2 separate regions of the Arachis hypogaea genome follow, and region 1 is linked to region 2. A link is a contact called in public Hi-C data. All regions are on one chromosome and are shown on one strand. The core of a region is the stretch at or near the end of the contact, and the rest is flanking DNA. Distances in the headings are between cores, read along the strand shown.

Region 1 (2,895 bases), core at 30-2,529, 360 kb before region 2:
ATTAATTTATTTTTTCCTCTCTCTTTAATTATGAACAACAAATGGCTCCTCATAAACAGCAAGTTGACAACGACAATACTAATTTTGCTGTATCATAAAAAAGAGGATGCCAATATATAACGTAACCTTTTCATGTATCATAATTTTTTGATGAATGAAATGAGGATTTTTATCTTTATCTACTTCAGATTCTTTTAACCCCGTTTTGATGATTCTTGACAAAGTTAACATGTAACAATATAGTCACCTTTAATTCTACATTCTTGTCCCACAAAGCATGTGCATATCCTCACCCTCCACAAAAATTTTAAGGAATAAAAGAAGTAGTAAAATACATTTTTTTTCCAACTTATTTTAAAACTTACACTTCCTTCCTTATAAAATATAACTATATGTCACACCCTTCTTTTCTTTTCATGTTTATTATTTTTTTACTAAAATAACTTTTTGAACAATACTACATAATCAATAAAATTTATTATTTTTGATCTAATTCTAAACCGTAAATACTAAATTCTAAGTCTTAAATATTAAATATAAAATTTTAATAATGTAAAAATAAAATGTTAATCCAAAGAATTGGTTAAGATTGATAAAAAAATATTAGCCTCTAATATTTCTCTAATATTTTTTGGGTGAAAAAGATATATTCAATTTTTCAAAGTTGCTGTATGTTGATCTGACTGTAATTTTTTCTGTATTTTTTTTTTCAGTTTAATACTATTGACATCGAAATCTATTTTTCACCTTAGTTGGTCAAATAAAACCAACAAATACCTTAAAAAAACCAACAAGAATTTTTTCCGTCAAAGTTTCTAGGCATAGAATTATATATAGGCACAAATTATTAGCTCCGGGAAAAAAAAAGGAAAAAAAAACAGAAAAGACAGAAAAGGAGAGAAAGAGCTAGAATAATAGACTTAGAGAAAGATGGAAGAAGAGAATCTTGAAAGCTTAATTGAGTAACGGTGGGAAGGTCCACAGCCTTTCCCTTCCATTCATGGTTGGGTCCCGAATAGAATTCCGAACATCCAAATAATGCTTTATTATTAGGATTTTGTTAAGATAGCTAGCTTGTTAGTTAAAAATATAAAAACAGAAAAATTTTATTGAAAATATAAAAAATTTAAGTTTTTATTGATATAAAAAAAAAACTCCTTAGCAAAATGCTTAGTATTAATAAATTAATCTGATTCCAGTAATGAATGATAACTCATCACATGTAATGCATGTGATCATCATCCTCTCCTCTAGAATCATATTGTTGAAAACAAAAAGGAGCCACCCAATCCATTATTTATTTATTTATTTATGATGTGAACAAACCACACTTTGTTAGTATCTATATATATTTGCATAATAATATGGCACTTGTGGATTCCACACGCAAATAATATCAGTACTATATATTAATTAATTATAGTTAATTAATTCCTGAAATACAACATGGTTATTAATGGGCCAATATACTAAGTTTAGCATTAAGCTTTTGCAGCACTATTCTATTTGCTTTCTTTTTTTGAGGGGGCCACATTTCTACCCACTTCTTTGTTGGCTTTCTCAGAAGTCTAGTCTATTATCAAAATTTGTAACTAAATTCTATTCATATATTTAAAATCCCTCTACCTCTAAAGATGAAATCCGAATTATCGATACTAATTAAGAAAAAAGGAAAGTCACTACTCCTCTACTTTACCATAGTCTTGTCTCTCGATCGTGGTTGTGTTAACATCCACGTGGTTGGAAAATAGTTATAAAATTACATATCATATAATGAAGAAGTGTTGCTAGTTTTTTTAAATAAGTATCGGATGATGTTTAAATTTTATTTTGTACAAATAACAATTCATTAATTATCGACAAATTCTTAAGTGGAACTCAAATTCACATTAGATTAGTATTTGTCAAACTAAAATACGTTGGATAATAAAAAAGATTGATTTAATTACTCTATTGATCCTTATAATTTTACCGAATTTTCAATTAGGTTCCTATACATTTTTTTTAATTGAGTTCTTGAGCCAATATTTTTTTCAATTAGATCCTTACCCTAACAAAAATATTTAATTTAACAGAATATTCTATTTCTAAATTAAAGATATTCTAACTTTTTTCTATATCCCGAATTCTCTTTCTCTTTTTATTTTTACAAAGACAAAATTAGCTTCTCACTATCTTACTTCTCCTCCTCCTCTCTGTCTCCCTTTTCTACTCCCGCCTTTTCCTCTCCCACCCTCAATTCTCCCACTTCTGTCGCACACCCCTCCTTCCCCCTTCCTCTTCTTCGATTCCACCTCTTGAGTTTGACTTTAACACCCTTCCTTCTACCTCCCGAGCTCTCCCAAGATCCACTCTTGTGTTTTTCACAGAAGAAAAGCTCCCGAAGTTATGCTGGGGTACCCACTAAAGAAAAACTCTCAAATTAGCTGTGTCGATCTTCGAGGTGACCTCCGACACCGTTATCTTTGCACCAAGAAAGATAGAATAAGAGAAAGACTGCAAAAGAGAGATCACATTATGGAGAGAAAGAAAGGGGTCGAGACCGTAGAAGAGCAAGGCAGTAGATGGTTACATTACTGTTGCCATTGTTGTTGGAGGAGGTCGCTGACGAGCTATTCCTTTTCCATTTGTTCTCAGTGTTTGTTATAACCATTGTTGTAATTTTTTCTAAATTCTTTTTCATTGTTGTAATTGTTTTGCTGTTTCTTTTCACCTCATTATTGCTGTAACTGTTGGGATTGTAGTTACAATTATTGTTGTTGTTGTGATTGAAATCTCTTTGTTGAAAAAAGAATATTGAGTAGTAGAAGACTCAGTGCCATAAAGACCATAGCCATTTCCATTGTCAACAAAATCAAGCTCTATATTGACCCTAATTCTATTGTTGTTAATCCT
Region 2 (2,833 bases), core at 292-2,791:
ACTTAAAAAATATATTTTGTTATAAGACCATTTAATAGTCCAAAGATTCTGGGACCATCGAATCTGATGCCTCCTTACATTTTATAAGTAAAGTTTATATCAATGATGCATATATAGGAGATAAATTTTTAATAATAGATTGTTTGAATTTCAAACACACTTTTTTTATTATTTTAATTTACATTTATTCAATTCCTGAGTAAAGTACAACTTCAGTCTCTATCCATTTACCCGAACGGCAACAGGATTATTGAAAAAAAATGATCAAACTCTGATCCTGTGCTCCGATTGACAATGCAGTTTTTCTGTCACTTTCACAGCAAAAGATTGACAAAAATTGCTGACATATCTAAGTAAGCGAATGAGGTGGATGACTAAGGTGGTTAGGTGGAAGATGAAAGCCCATGTGGCTTGTTAGAAAGGATAGGGGCTTATCTGTCCTCTTCCACGTCACACGAGCGACTTCTGGAGAGGTTAAAATGACGTCGATCGTGTGACGTGGAAGAGGACAGATAAGTCCCTGTCTTTTCCAACAAGCCACGTGGGATTCCATCTTCTACCTAACCACTTTAGCCATCCACCTCATTTGCTTACCTAGACACATTAGCAGCAATTTCTGTCAATTTTTTGTCGTGAAAGTGACAAAAGAACCGCGTTGGCAATCAAAGCACATGGTCAATGTTTGAAATGGATTATTTTTTTTGTCAAGAGTCGCATTGTCATTCAGATAAATAGAAAGGGATTGGATTGGTACTTGTTCTTGTATGGATACCTGAAGGGAGAGCTCGGTCCCTGGGAGTGCCGACCTTTGAGCTTTTGTGGAAGTCCGAGCTTTTCTCCAAGGAGATGTCCAATTGCACAGAGCGTGAGCAAGGAATAAGGGGGGAGTGTACCTGCAAAGGCACTCCGAAGCTTAAGTCAGTATTGAAAATTCAATGTATCCTTTGAAGATAAAATATCATACCTTTATAGGTGAGATAAAATAGGTCGGTTACGTTTCTATTGATCATCGGAATTGAAGAGCAATTAATAGGTTTTTTAATAAGTGATAATGTCTGGTCGAACGTTTTTATTCCAGGATGTAGTCCGTTGAGTCTGATTGTAACGTATAACGCCAAATTATAACGTAAAGTGCCAAATTATGGTGCATAATGCCGAGTTATTGTATATAATGCCGAATTATAACATCAGATTTGTAACTGCCGTATCAATACTTTATTCTTCAATTTTCTTTGAAGTAATAAGTGCTTTAATTAACTTCTGAAATTCTATTGTGCCTAGCAGGTGATAAGATTTTGGGACTTTCTACCTTTCTCATATTTGGTAACTTTTTTTTTGGGACTTTCTACCTTTCTCATATTTGGTAACTTTTTTTTAATGCTACTATTTAAAGCATAGATGTAAAAATCAGACCGACCAGACGGCTGGATTGAAAAATCGGTGACACAGCTCCAAAACCGGTCTGAATTTGACATTTGATCGGACAAGGAATGAATCGGTGTGAACCGGTTTAAACTGACCAATTTTTGTGAACATCGGTGAACCGGCAGATTTGAGAAATCTGGACGGGTTCGAATTTGTAGTTAAAAAAAAAACCAACCCTAATTCACTCTCACTCTCACTCTCTCACTCTCACTCTCACTCTCATTCCAATTGAACTGAACGGCAGAGCGGCAGCTGCAGCTCACAGAGCTTTCACTGCCACCGAGCCTCTCGCCGGTTCCCGTGCGTCCCTCGCTCGCCTGTCGCCTCCGTCCGTGTCGCGTCTTCACTGCCTTTGCGGGCTGTGCTTCGCGTGTCGTGTCCGCCGCAGTGGGTCGCCTTCACTGCTGTGCTTTGCCGTGAGCTCGCTTCTCTGTCTCCTTCTTTTCTGCGTGCCGTCAGCTGTGAGCCCGTGGCTTCTCTTCTCTGTTGAGGTGAGTTTTTTATTATTGAAACATGTTCTTGACTGATTGGATCTGGATGATATTGATTAGCCATATATTTAACTTTTGCAAGGTGGTAAATATGGATAGGTTGGTTTTGCATCATTGCATTTGCATTTAATCAAACATATTAAAGGCTCTGGTAATAACACTTGGTTAATCTGAACATGAAGACAAGGATAAGTTACTTATAATCCTTATGCATTTCCTGATTAATCACATTGAGAAGCCTTCATAGTTTGGTAAAACATAGTTTCCATGTTTTTATCTTAGTCCTCTTTGTGATGTTTAAACCACCAAGTGTGTTCGTGTGCATTATTGTTCAACACCGACTAGATAGGTGATTTCTGTAAATTTTTAACTTTCATATCTCAATTAACAGATAAACCAGTGAGTGAGAAGTTACATGATTGACCAAGTAACAGATGGAGAAGATATAAGCGTGCAGCTTCATTTGATTGCAGAAAAGTTGCTCTTCTGTTTTCAATATTATAAGTTCTAACAGATTATTCAATGAAAGAACAAGTTTTCTATTTAGGATTTGATTGTTGCTGTTTCTTCTATATTGATTGTTGATATTTTTTTTTAAAGATATGCATATATATTGATTTATACCATGGTTGGTTGGAATAAGCATTGGTTGGAGAGGTTCTGTGAATTGATTAGATAATAGCTTATGTGATAGTGTGATTAGATGATTGGAAACTATGTATGTTACTCCTTGGACATAATTTATGGATTATTCCTCTTATTGTGTCAACTTAAGATATTATTATAGTATTGATTAATTTTATGTCTATTTTTGTATTACTTATTTTTATAAATTGAGACTACTGTCAAAGAAAACATGTATTTTAAATTTTAATTTTAAGTTTTTTTTACTATTTTATATTTTTATTTAAGTAATA

What was found. Hi-C and Micro-C count contacts between places; a contact is called where the count stands out from the background.
Region 1: a Hi-C map of leaf shows a contact between it and region 2, with 2.8 times the contacts expected there. The contact joins the enhancer-like site here to the promoter of LOC112711090 in region 2. A contact is called at or near these places in 2 of 8 Hi-C or Micro-C datasets (both in leaf).

Annotation. Positions count from the first base shown.
Region 1 is chr9:80,433,930-80,436,824 of arahy.Tifrunner.gnm2.J5K5, reverse strand. No RefSeq gene overlaps it. Among protein-coding and RNA genes, the nearest start is that of LOC140175327, 18 kb to the left of the region's middle. Within about 2 kb of position 1,279, at least 2 of the 3 cell types and tissues checked have open chromatin away from gene starts, as enhancers often do.
Region 2 is chr9:80,078,769-80,081,601 of arahy.Tifrunner.gnm2.J5K5, reverse strand. It overlaps LOC112711090, which reads left to right and starts at 1,541. Exons shown (of 18, transcript XM_029289103.2): 1 at 1,541-1,916.